Linked DNA regions of Salvelinus alpinus: region 1 is linked to region 2. Evidence: chromatin contacts called from public Hi-C data. All regions are on one chromosome and are shown on one strand. Each heading gives the region's core, a stretch centred on a gene start, on an enhancer-like site or on the middle of the called end of the contact. The rest is flanking DNA. Distances are from core to core; before and after follow the strand shown. Region 1 holds the start of LOC139545716 (rap guanine nucleotide exchange factor 1-like). Region 2 holds the start of chek2 (checkpoint kinase 2).

Evidence for each region. A called contact is a pair of places that touch in the nucleus more often than the background predicts.
Region 1: a contact with region 2 is called in a Hi-C map of muscle, with 6 times the contacts expected there. The contact joins the promoter of LOC139545716 here to the promoter of chek2 in region 2. A contact is called at or near these places in 2 of 3 Hi-C or Micro-C datasets (muscle and red muscle).

What each region holds. Positions count from the first base shown.
Region 1 is chr19:45,433,239-45,439,347 of SLU_Salpinus.1, forward strand. LOC139545716 (rap guanine nucleotide exchange factor 1-like) reads right to left here and starts at 3,777. Exons shown (of 26, transcript XM_071353778.1): 1 at 3,588-3,777. The coding sequence starts at 3,615.
Region 2 is chr19:45,284,759-45,291,535 of SLU_Salpinus.1, forward strand. chek2 (checkpoint kinase 2) reads right to left here and starts at 1,252. Exons shown (of 15, transcript XM_071353764.1): 1 at 1,126-1,252. LOC139545710 (endosome-associated-trafficking regulator 1-like) reads left to right here and starts at 1,237. Exons shown (of 8, transcript XM_071353768.1): 1 at 1,237-1,603; 2 at 2,169-2,290; 3 at 2,507-2,935; 4 at 3,047-3,120; 5 at 4,886-4,997; 6 at 5,184-5,246; 7 at 5,335-5,474; 8 at 5,653-6,055. The coding sequence starts at 1,558. The coding sequence ends at 5,743.

The DNA of each region.
Region 1 (6,109 bases), core at 2,527-5,026, 150 kb after region 2:
ACGACAACGCGGAGCCAGCGCAATATATGGCTCGGAAAAAACATACATCAATCCAGGGATGAGAAATACGCTGTACTCTGAATTGTCCCATTATCCCAACTGTTACACCGAGAAGATTGAACTCCTGCTAGTTTCAGTAAACAACCTTTTTCATCCTCATGCTAGCTAGCAGTAGCCACAGCAGCCATTATGGAATGTCACGTTGAACAACAAAGAAACTGATTGGCCCATTAATGGCCATTTCTCATTCCTGGATACAGGTATGTTTCCCGAACCATATCTCGGGCCGCTTACGGGGGGTGGTCTTAAACAGGAAGCCTGTCCGACCCTAGTGGAGCTGTAAGCAAGCGGGTCAGATCTGCTGGCTACTTGTAGGGGAGAAAGGACACTTGCTGCTCCACTTGCTTACACTAGCCTAAACCTTTTCCCATGGCTCATGAGTTACAACCTCCATTGGACAAACACCCAGCTCTTTAAATCAGACCCCATCTGTAGGCTACTACACCACAGAGTTTGTTTTAATTAGGCTGCAACACCTTTGAAACTCGTATTGGGACAACATCTCTAGAATTCCATGATGCTACTTGCTTGTTTCCACAAAACCACAAATTATAGCATAGTGTGGAATCCGAGCTTCCAATGAGAGTAGTAGCAGAATCTCTTTTGATTGGGAGGCCATGGCTCGACTTGGGCATATTGCTGCATGAAGGCTTCTCAGTCTCACTACTAAACCATTACGGAAAAGATACACCAGGAGCATATTTTCAATCCATTCATAACCAGAGACAGATATTTTAGTGCAAAAACAAACCAGGGAAATAGACTGAGTAGGGCATACTGTAAGTTGGACATACTTAGGGGTGGGACATACAGTGCATTCGGAAAGTATTCAGACCCCTTGACTCTTTCCACATTGTTACGTTAGGCCTTATTCTAAAGTTTTCCCCCATCAATCAACACACAATACCCCATAATGACAAAGCGAAAACAGGTTTTTAGAAATGTTTGCAAAACAGAAATACCTTATTTGCATAAGTACTCTGACCCTTTGCTATGAGAATCGAAATTGAGCTCAGGTGCATCCTGTTTCCATTGATCATCCCTGAGATGTTTCTACAACTTGACTGGATTCCACCGGTGGTAAATTCAATGGATTGGACATGATTTGGAAAGGCACACACCTGTCTATATAAGGTCCCACAGTTGACTGTGCAAGTCAAAGCAAAAACCAAGCCATGAGGTCAAAGGAATTGTCTGTAGAGCTCCTAGACAGGATTGTGTCTAGGCACAGATCTGGGGAAGGGTACAAAAAAATGTCTGCAGCATTGAAGGTCCCCAAGAATACAGTGGCCTCCATCATTCTTAAACGGAAGAAGTTTGGAACCACCTAGAGCTGACCACCTGGACAAACTGAGCAATCAGGGGAGAAGAGCCTTGGTCAGGGAGGTGACCAAGAACCTGATGCTTACTCTGCCAGAGCTCCAGAGTTCCTCTGTGGAGATGGGAGAACCTTCCAGATGGACAACCATCTCTGCAGCACTCCACCAATCAGAGTAGCCAGATGGAAGCAGTAAAAGAAGGCACATAACAGCCCGCTTGGAGTTTGCCAAAAGGCACCTAAAGAACTCTGACCATGAGAAACAAGATTCTCTGGTCTGATGAAACCAAGGTTGAACTCTTTGGCCTGAATGCCAAACTTGACGTCTGAAGGAAACCTGGCATCATCCCTACTGTGAAGCATTGTGGTGGCAGCATCATGCAGTGGGGGTGTTTTTCAGCAGCAGGGACTGGGAGACTAGTCAGGATAGAGGAAAAAAATGAACAGAGTAAAGTACAGAGAGATCCTTGATGAAAACCTGCTCCAAAGCTGGGGCCAATGTTCACCTAACAGGACAACAACCCTAAGCACACAGCCAAGACAACGCAGGAGTGACTACGGGACAAGTCTCTGAATGCCCTTGAGTGACCTAGCCAAAGCCCGGACCTGAACACGATCGAACAACTCTGGAAAAACCTGAAAATAGCTGTCCTATCAAACCTGACAGTGCATGAGAGGATCTGCAGAGAAGAATGTGAGAAACTCCCCAAATACAGGTGTGCCAAGCTTATATCATCATACCCAAGAAGACTCAAGGCTGTAATCACTGGCAAAGGTGCTTCAACAAAGTACTGAGTAAAGGGTCTGAATACTTATGTGAATGTGATATTTCCATTACATTTTTATAAAAGTGCAAAAATATCTAATAACCTGTTTTTTCTTTGTCATTATGGGGTATTGAGTGTAGATTTTCATCAATTTTAGAATAAGGCTATAACGTAACAAATATGGGGAAAAGTCAAGGGGTCTGGATACTTTTCGAATACACTGTACTTGGACAAATCAGGTATGAGTAACAAACATACCAAATTCATTCCAAGGTTGCAAAAAAAGATGGTTGGCTTGACTCCCGTCCATAGCAGTCTCAACTAGCTCTCTAGTGACAACTCACAAAATACATAGCTAGAAAACATACATGGTACAAGTGGCAACAGATGGGGACACTTGACTGAAGAGGAAGAGACTCTCCAGTCAAAGGAGGTTTTCAGTGTTCCGTGATATAGAGAACTAGCCATGACTCACAATAGTTCGAGAACCCAAGCTAAGGGGGAAACTCAAACACAGTGAATTAGACAAAGTACTTGTCATTCTCCTCGAATAGCTAGTGCCTGATTAGTAAAGTCAGTGCAGGTGGTGCATGAGGTACTGTAATATTACCAACCCAGATTAGTACGTTACCAGTATTGCCTATAAAAATCATAGGGATGGAAAAAACACTAAGGTTACTGTACTAACGTTAGCCTACTAATTTACAGTACCTAGCTAGACCCCACCACGTATCCTAGAATGAATGACGACAACTGTCACTGTGCATCTTAAAAGTAACATGGATTAGCAAACTAGGTTAGGATGTAGCTAAAGCAGTTAGCTACTTAACGAAAGTTTAGTACTGTTACGGTCAAGACAACATTCTATTCGGGCTACAGCTGACTGTACTATAGTTACCTACAGTAGCTAGTCATATTCTATAACGTTAAATTCGTCACCATCTTTTCAGAAAAAAAGGCAGCTAGCGTTAGCTAGCTAACTTGACTAATATAACCCGAATATAGCAACATTGTAGCTACCTATAACACAAGTTATGAAAATCGCTAGCTAACATTAGTTAGCTACCTAAATGTTTTCCATTTCAATAACGTTAGCTAGTTAGCCTAGCATGTAGATAGCAAATCTATCCAATTCTAGCGCACTCTAGCTAGAAATCAAATATTATCTGGCTCGCTAACTAACAACAACAATAACAACTCACTAGGTAGTTAAACACTGATTGAATGTTTAGCAAATATTGACTATGTAGTAGATAGCCAGCTAGCTACTGTTACCGCAACAATGTGGAAGTTTGGTGTTAGAATCGGCCTTTGATCCACAACTAGACCAAACCACACTGGCTGGCCGCATTTCTGGCTACAAGAAGAGGCAGACAAACCCCAGACTAACAGCTAGCTAACGTTAGCTATTTATCTAGCTAGTCCAGTCTAGACGAGCTTACCTTGCTTACTCTCTATTTTCCCCGACATTTCGAAGCAGAGACGGTAACGTTAAACAAATGAAATCCAGGGAGGTATGTTGTCCGTTTATTCTCTTTTAATCCCACATCCTTTAGCCAAAGCACTTTAGCTCGGACCGTTCCGACGCAAATACAACAGCCAGCCAGACCCCGATGATGATGATGATGATGATGATGGGTAGACTAGCAGCAGACAACTCGGTGCTGTATCACAATCAACACCTCCCTCTTGCGGCTGGAATTAAGAAATGTGGGCGCACGGGACGGAAAGGTGTGCCCTCAGGTGATGGATTTAGCTAGACTAATCAGATTCAAGAGAGAGAGGGAGAGACGTTATTGACTCTCTTTTTTAATTATACATGGTTCAGTATAGGAAATAGGAGAGAAAAAAAAAATTGTACATATTATGGTTTTAGTGGAGTATGCAGCCCATATTATTCAAAAACAGTAGCTAATTGCAGTGGCATGTATTCATGGATGCCAAGGGATGCCAGGCCTCCCCCAAAAACAAATAAAACATATTTATAAAATAATTTATCTTTGGTCTCTGTGTTTTCAAAAGTTTCCTTCAATTTGCACGAGGCTGAATGTATCTCACTGGAAAAAGCATCAAACTGAGCGAAACAGCGCTCCTCTGTTTCTGTATGTGTAGGCCATCTATCTGATGCTGTCTGGTCATAAACAGTATGACATTGTTGCCGCCAATAGCATTGAATGCAAGGGAAGCCAGCAATCATTTGGCCTCGCTTGAGAAAAAAAGTAGAAAGTAATAGCCAATCAGCATTGAGCTAAAACGATTCAGCTCAACTGTGTAAAGGAACGCCAGTTTGGATTAGGCTTCACTCCATCACATCGCATCAAGAGCAATATGTCATTGACAGAAACAACTTGAATTGTTGCATCTTGTTGTGTTGTTGTCCTACGGTGGCTAACTAGCTAGCTAAAATGGTCTGTTTCCTAAATTAGCCACGAATGGAGATAGGGATTTGGACTTGGTGTGTGGTTTTACTTATCTCCGTACTGGCCAATGATTATAATGGCGATTCTGATCCAACCATACATTCATACTTTGTGCCCCTGGACTGAGAGGATGTAGAAGTCTAATGTTAACTAGCTAACGTTGTCCATGAAATGAAGTTAGGCTTGCGAGCGAGCATTTTAGCCAGGTAGCCTAGGACAACAAAAAATAAAAGTGTGTACTGTATGACAGTCATAGACCATTTAATCAACATAATATATGTCACTTAGCAGATGCTTTTATCCAAAGCAATTTACAGTCATATGGGCATACATTTTACGTATGGGTGGCTCCGGGAATCAAACCTGCTACCCTGGCATTCATTACAAACACCATGCTCTACCAACTGAGCTACACAGGATGGAAGAGAGGAGGATGGCATTGGCATTCCTCTACAAGTAGAGTCAGTCAACATGTTTTTTCTACTTGCACAACACACACACACACACACACACACACACACACACACACACACACACACACACACACACACACACACACACACACACACACACACACACACACACACACACACACACACACACACACACACACACACAAATCAGAACCATGGACAGCCGCATCAACGTATTTAGCTTACGTTGATTGGACTAAATTGTTTTTGGTATCTTTTAGTTGTAACTGTATTAGACTAAGCATAGGTGATTTGATGCTGTTGAAATGTTGAAGTTGAAATTGTGTTGGAATATTGGAGGCAGCTCCTGTTTTCTTTGCAACTTGCTGTAACTCTTTAGTAGTCTGAAAATGTCGGAACCATGAACTTGCATGACTGTTGGTCATGTAACTGTTTGTTACATGCAATATGCTTCGTGGACTTCATCGGACAGACATTGCACTCCGGTTTTGTGATGAAACAAAGGTGTATATCACGGTCGCAAGGCATATGAACTAACAGGTTATAGAGCAAACAAAGCAATTATCACAATAAAATCTCTGAAGTTGGAGACTTTTATCTCCCTCAACAACTTTAAACATCTGCTATCCGAGCAGCTAACCGATCGCTGCAGCTGTACATAGTCCATCGGTATATAGCCCACCCAATTTACCTACCTCACCCCCCATACTGCTTTTATTTATTTACTTTTCTGCTCTTTTGCACACCAGTATCTCTGCTTGCACATGATCATCTGATGATTTATCACTCCAGTGTTAATCTGCTAAATTGTAATTATTCGATTTATTGCCTACATCCTCATGCCTTTTGCACACATTGTATATAGATTCTCTTTTTTTCTACCATGTTATTGACTTGTTTATTGTTTACTCCATGTGTAACTCTGTGTTGTTGTCTGTTCACACTGCTATGCTTTATCTTGGCCAGGTCGCAGTTGCAAATGAGAACTTGTTCTCAACTAGCCTACCTGGTTAAATAAAGGTGAAATAAAATAAATAAAAATAAAATAGTGATTTTACCCATGTACCGCTACTAGCTAAATGTTGCAGTGGACCCCTTGCCTCCTTAATG
Region 2 (6,777 bases), core at 2-2,501:
AAGCAAAGTCCTCATGTATAACTTGCATTGGAGAATCTGCCCATGAACATCATACACTGAGTCTGGAAAATCCATAATCTTGGCAACTCTTGTAGCTAGCCAGAAGATTCTAACCCTATGCAACTGCCCTCCAAATTTGACCTTTATCCAAACTGATACATTGAGAATATATATATATATATATTTGACCTTTATTTAACTAGGCAAGTCAGTTAAGAACAAATTCTTATTTTCAATAACGGCCCCTTGTTCAGGGGCAGAACGACAGATGATACCTTGTCAGCTCGGGGATTTGAACTTGCAACCTTTCGGTTACTAGTCCAACGCTCTAACCACTAGGCTACCTGCCGCCCCAGATAGATACTTCTAGTTTTACGGAAAAAAATGTCCTTTTCGTCCTCATGCCAGCTAGTAGCCACCACAGCCATCTTGTAATGGCAGTGTCAGCCAATCAGCTCCTTTGTTGTTCAACGTGACATGCCATTCCATAATGGCTGCTGTGGCTACTGTTAGCTGGCTTGAAGATGATAAAGGACAGTTTTCCAGAAAAACTAGCAGTATTTCAATCTTCTCTAAGTATCAGTTTGGATAAAGGTCCAATTGGAAGTACATTGGCATATCCAACCCCTGCATTGAAATACATTTTCTGAAAATATCTCGCACCAGCTCTGTGGTGTCTTATTCATAACCATGATGGCGTTCCAACCCCAGTAGTGCAGCTCAGTGTAAACAAGCATAAAGGTAGGGTCGGAATCTTCTGGCTACCTAACGTTAGCTAGCTGTGTGTAAGTCCTTCAACATGCTCCATCTATTTACAAATACGTGTATCGTTTCTTGCCAACAGTGCGTAGTGTTATTGACTAACCTGTCATGCAAGTTAACTGTATTTTTTATCCTCACCAAGCACAAATAAAGCAAATCTAAATCAGTTCCACAAGTGCCCTAATCATTTCCGTTGTTGTAGTTAGCTAGCTAGTCTAGCTAGCACGACAGCGAAATTAAGTGGTTGTTTGCTAACCGAATAAATGTGACGACTCGCCGGCTCTGACGTGTGCAACTGAACATGGCAATATTTTTAAACATGTGTGAGAATGACAATTTAATAAAATACACGTTTACACTTACTGGGATTTCGAATGAATCGCGGCACGTGTAAAATTTGCCGGGAAATCGGATCGACTCCTGGGAAATGTTGTTTATTTTCCATAAAACGTCATCTGAATCGTAGCCAGTGACAAGTTTAGGATTGTCCACGTGATTTTCAGCAGCTAGCTAGCCTTTGACGAATCGACGCACACAGCTGACTAACAACAACCACATCTAAAATATGTCATTTTGATCAATTATCTTTCGTATGACAAGTCATTTTGTCTACATCCAGTAATTTGCTAGTACATTATTTCGATAGTTAATAATCAATGCACACGCTTATGTTTTCAGCTAGCTAGCTAGCTAGGTAACGTAAACTGTCTGTGTTAGCTAGCTAACTACGCGTTAGCCACTGAAGTTAGCTGACAACCGCTCATACCATCACCGATTGACTGGATAATCGTCAACATGGCAAAGCATAAAACCTCTGAAAAAAATAATATAATCGCAGTTGGTAAGTTGTTACTTCCATAGCAAATCCATCTGTCCAATATTCAGTTGTAGGTTCTAAACTAGCTATATCTAGCTGATCCAATATTCAAATGAGATGATGCATGCAACCATAGACAGAGGCTACTTGATATTCACATCATTGGATGCAATAACACACATCTCATCTACCTGAGACAGGGGCACATCTGTTCAGCACCATCGAAGAGTGATCAGCAAGTGATGGTGCATTAATTTGTGTTACAAGTGTCTAGTGCTGGGTTTGGCATGGTTGGTACCAGGATCAGAGTTATTTCTGCTGGCATGGTGTTGGAGGGCCATTAGTGAGGCACTCTTACCTCTGGTCTAAGAACTCCATGACCCAGGCACCCTGCCCTGGCACAGTGCTGTCCTTTAGTGAGACAATCTGGATTTACAAATCCCATGGCACTTGTTGCTGGAGTAGGACGGGGTATTGGCCACTACACATCCACAACAAAGTCCAACTCTTGTATTTCTCCAATAATGGCAGCCAGACCGTTTGAAAATAACTATCATCCAAATATTTACCGACATGTCTTATTTCATAGATGAAGTCAGAGAAGATGGAGAGGAGATGAATCCTTTCTCCTTCAAAGAGTTCATCCGCAGTAAAAACCAGTACCCAGATATGAAAGGGGATCCAGATGAGAAGAATTACTCAACGCGAAAGGTGCTGAACATTTCAAATGAACCAGTCTTACATTAAACCCCAGAGATAAACTGTTACAAAGCCTATGCATGAAATGCATAGATCCAAATGCATGTTAGGTCCTTGGAAAAAGTCACAGCATAATATACAAGGCCTGGTCAGACTGTGAAGAATATTACTTTTGGTGGAATTTTGCTGTGAATGTGACTTACCTTACTGCTGCTTCTTGTGTTGTAGAAGGCATATGGGAGCACATTCCTGGCAGAGGGGGAATATACTGCCCCGAAGAGCTTCGATCAAGACTTCCAGGGTCAGTTTTACATGGACCACACACCGTTTCCTCAGTTTCTGGAAAATGACACTAAGGAGGACTGGGCTGGGAGTTACCAGCCATCAGCCATCGAGGAGGCACATGCATTTGGACTGTGTGGCACTGCAGCAGCAGCAGACAGCAGCACATACTCTGGTCAGTCCTCCCTGTGCACAGAGGAAGAAGAGGAGACTTCATCCTCCCTATGGCAGGTGGATGAAGAATTCTCACCAGAGGCCCACCAGTCCAGACGGGCCCCAGTGAATTATGAGGGAGATGACGAGACATCAATGGCAGAGCTCACCTACAAGACCAAGAAGAGTAGTACCGAGAATGGCAGTAGGGATCAACAAAAGGTCATTTTCCTCTCTCAAGGCTTTGCTTACAGATGCACACGTGTGATTGGATATCACAATGGTATTAGTCACAAGTCCTTTATTTTGATTATTTCTGTTTCTCTTTTTAAGCTGAGGGAGGAAAATGCGCAGCTCAGGAAGCACATTAAAGATCTTGTGAAAAAGTCTGAGTATGATGATCGAAGGTAGGTGGATAGAATTGCCAGTTGATATGGTCTGCAGAGTACAGACCTACCTGGTGCATGAGAAGGGTTTAAGGGATGGTGTTAAAGCCTATATTATGTTATGGCATGGGAGTAATGCTTTAAATATTACTCTTTAGATGTACTTTTAAGATGTCAACTGTACACATACAGTACCAGTCAGAAGTTTGGACACACCTACTCATTCCAGGAACTTTCTTTACTTGTACTATTTTCTACATTGTAGAATAATAGTGAAGACATCAAAACTATGAAATAACACATGGAATCATGTCAAACAAATCAAAATATATTTTATATTTGAGATTCTTCAAAGTAGCTAGCCTTTGCCTTGATGACAGCTTTGTACGCTCTTGGCATTCTCTCAACTAGCTTCATGAGGTAGTCACCTGGAATGCATTTTAATTAACAGGTGTGCCTTGTTAATTTGTTGAATTTCTTTCTTTCTTAATGCATATGAACCAATCAGTTGTGTTGTGACATGGTAGGGGTGGTATACAGAAGATAGCCCTATTTGGTAAAAGATCAAGTCCATATTATGGCAAAAACAGCTCAAATAAGCAAAGAGAATCGACGGTCCATTATTACTTTAAGACATGAAGGTCAGTCAATATGGAACATTTCAATAACTGAGTGCAGTCACAAATAAGTTCAGTCACAAAAACCATCAAGTGCTATGATGAAACTGGCTCTCATGAGGACCACCACAGGAAAGGAAGACCCAGAGTTACCTCTGCTGTAGAGGATACGTTCATTATAGTTACCTGCCTCAGAAATTGCAGCCCAAATAAAAACTTCAGATACATCTCAACATCAACTCTTCAGAGGGGACTGTGTGAATTAAGCCTTCATGAACGAATTGCTGCAAAGAAACTACTACTAAAGGACACCAATAAGAAGAAAAGACGTGCTTGGGCCAAGAAACACGAGCAATGGACATTAGACCGGTGGAAGTCTATCCTTTGGTCTGATAAGTCCATATTTTTTAGATTTTTGGTTCCAACAGCCTTGTCTTTGTGAGACGCAGAGTAGGTGAACGAATGATCTCTGCATGTGTGGTTCCCACCATGAAGCCTGGAGTAGGAGGTGTGATGGTGCTTTGCTGGTGACACCGTCAGTGATTTATTTGGAATTCAAGGCACACTTAACCAGCATGGCTACCACAGCAATCTGCAGCGATACGCCATCTCATCTGGTTTGGGCTTAGTGGGACTATCATTTGTTTTTCAACAGGACAATGACCCAAAACACACTTCCAGGCTGTGTAAGGGCTATTTGACCAATAAGGAGAGTGATGGAGTGCTGCATCAGATGACCTGGCCTCCACCCAATTGAGATGGTTTGGGATGAGTTGGACAGCAGAGTGAAGGAAAAGCAGCCAACAAGTGCTCAGCATATGTGGGAACTCCTTCAAGACTGTTGGAAAAGCATTCCAGGTTAAGCTGGTTGAGAGAATGCCAAGAGCGTGCAAAGCTGTCAAGGCAAAGGGTGGCTACTTTAAAGAATCTAAAATATAAACCATATTTTGATTTGTTTAACACTTTTTTGGTTACTACATAATTCCATGTGTTATTTCATAGTTTTGATGTCTTCACTTTTATTCTACAATGTAGAAAATAGTAAAAAAATAAAGAATAACCCTTGAATGAGTAGGTGTGTCCAAACCTTTGACTGGTACTGTATGTTAATGCTATTTAAAGAGTGTTTAACCTATGCTCATCATCATGTCTCTCTGACTGCCCCATAGAATTCGACACGTCACAGATGAGTTGCACAAGAGACGAGTGCAGGAGGAGAAGGAGGCTCAGGCTTTAGAGACCATGGTTCATTCCGTCGAGCAGAACCTGCAGTTAATGACCGTATGCATCTGTCCCTCTTTCTCCTAGTTCATCCGTTTGACAAAGATGAAGAATAATTTTTGTTCACTGATTATCTGAAATATGTCTCAATAAGATTACAAGCAAATGTCATGATTAGTTACTAAACAGAAGTGTGTTGAGATATGAAGTCTTAATTCATTATTTTGACCTTTTTCCTCTTGACAGAAACGAGCAGTTAAGGCTGAAAACATTGTATCAAAACTCAAACAGGAGCTGCATCAATTACAGGTTTGACCTTTACTGGTGTTGCTGGCGTTACTGGATGATGAGCTTCAGTGGCATATGATTGCATAATGTGATCCTCTTTATATTGCAGGGCCAAGTAGAGGGGTACCGGTATGAGAATGAGAGACTTCGAGCCGGAGAGACAGCTGCCTTAAATACAATGAAACATAATGCGCAAGTGGCCTCAGAGTACCTCAACAAAGCAGCACTCAATGCAGAGACTTCCATCAAGTGAGTTCTCTCCCATAGTGTCATCTACATACAGGTGGGATAAAAACAGTCCCTCATAATGATTGTGTGGGTATTGGGTAATGTGCAATTTCAGTTCATAGTGTTTTCTACATAACCCCGAATTAAACATTGTGGTATTTGCTCCAAGTTCAGGCTATCGGTTTGATTCTGTCCACAGGCAATTACTTACAAGTGCAGAGAGTCTTTGTCTAGTGTCTCAACTGCTGCAGTCCATTGACAACCTATCTGAGATTCACAAGGAAGGCTGATGGAGTTTAAAGGACACTAGAGATTGCAGATCTAGTACCATCCAGCAACAAGGAACTGGAAAGCAATTATGGTGTGTCACACAACACTCAAACGAGAATTTTAAGTTGTGGTGGGTGCACTGATTTGTGACCCCCCCCCCCCAAAAAAATAGTGCACATCTTTTTTACTTGTACATCATAAAATGTTTAGTTTTAAATCACTTTAACAGGCGATTTGAAAACAATATATACTAACAACAGATGTATTTACCACTGAGGCAAATATGACTCAAATATTGTGATTAATAAACATGTGACTAGACATCCTTCAAAGTTGGTTGTTTTTATTTTGTGAGCATTTTACACTGCATTTGTTCCACAAACTTTGCTTGAACATAGCCATTCTATGCGAGTAGAGAGATCGTTTGTAGCTAGCTAAATTACTGGCCAAGTTTTCCGACCTCTGATCCCTTTTAATGTATTTGTATTTCATCCACTTTTTCTGAGACTGTCTGGTTAGTAATGAGGGTATTTGCGATGAGTGACTTTGATACAGAAACCCTACAAGGTCCGGATCCTGCTGGTTAGAGTTGAATACCCCTGCTCTAAACCATCTCTGGTATCATGTATTTTTATTTATTTAATTTAACCTTTATTTAACCAGGAAGGGCTCATTGAGATTTTAAATTTCTTTTTCAAGAGCGTCCTGGCCAAGATAGGCAGCACCAAGTCATTACAAACATTACAGACAGACAACATGAAAAACTACAAGTAATCTAAATTATTATTTTAACCACTGGAGGGAGGCAGAGAGCTATAAAAGAAACGGTCATACATCTCAATCCTCGATCTTAATACTGTAACTCTGTGCCCCCCAACACAAACACTGATACAGAGGAGGCTGGTGGGAGGAGCTATAGGAGGACAACCTCATTGTAATGGCTGGAATGGAATATATGGAATGGTATCAAACATATCTCCACCCACCAGCCTCCTCTGCTCTGATGTAAGTCGCTCTGACGCTCTGGATAAGAGCGTCTGCTAAATGACTTAAA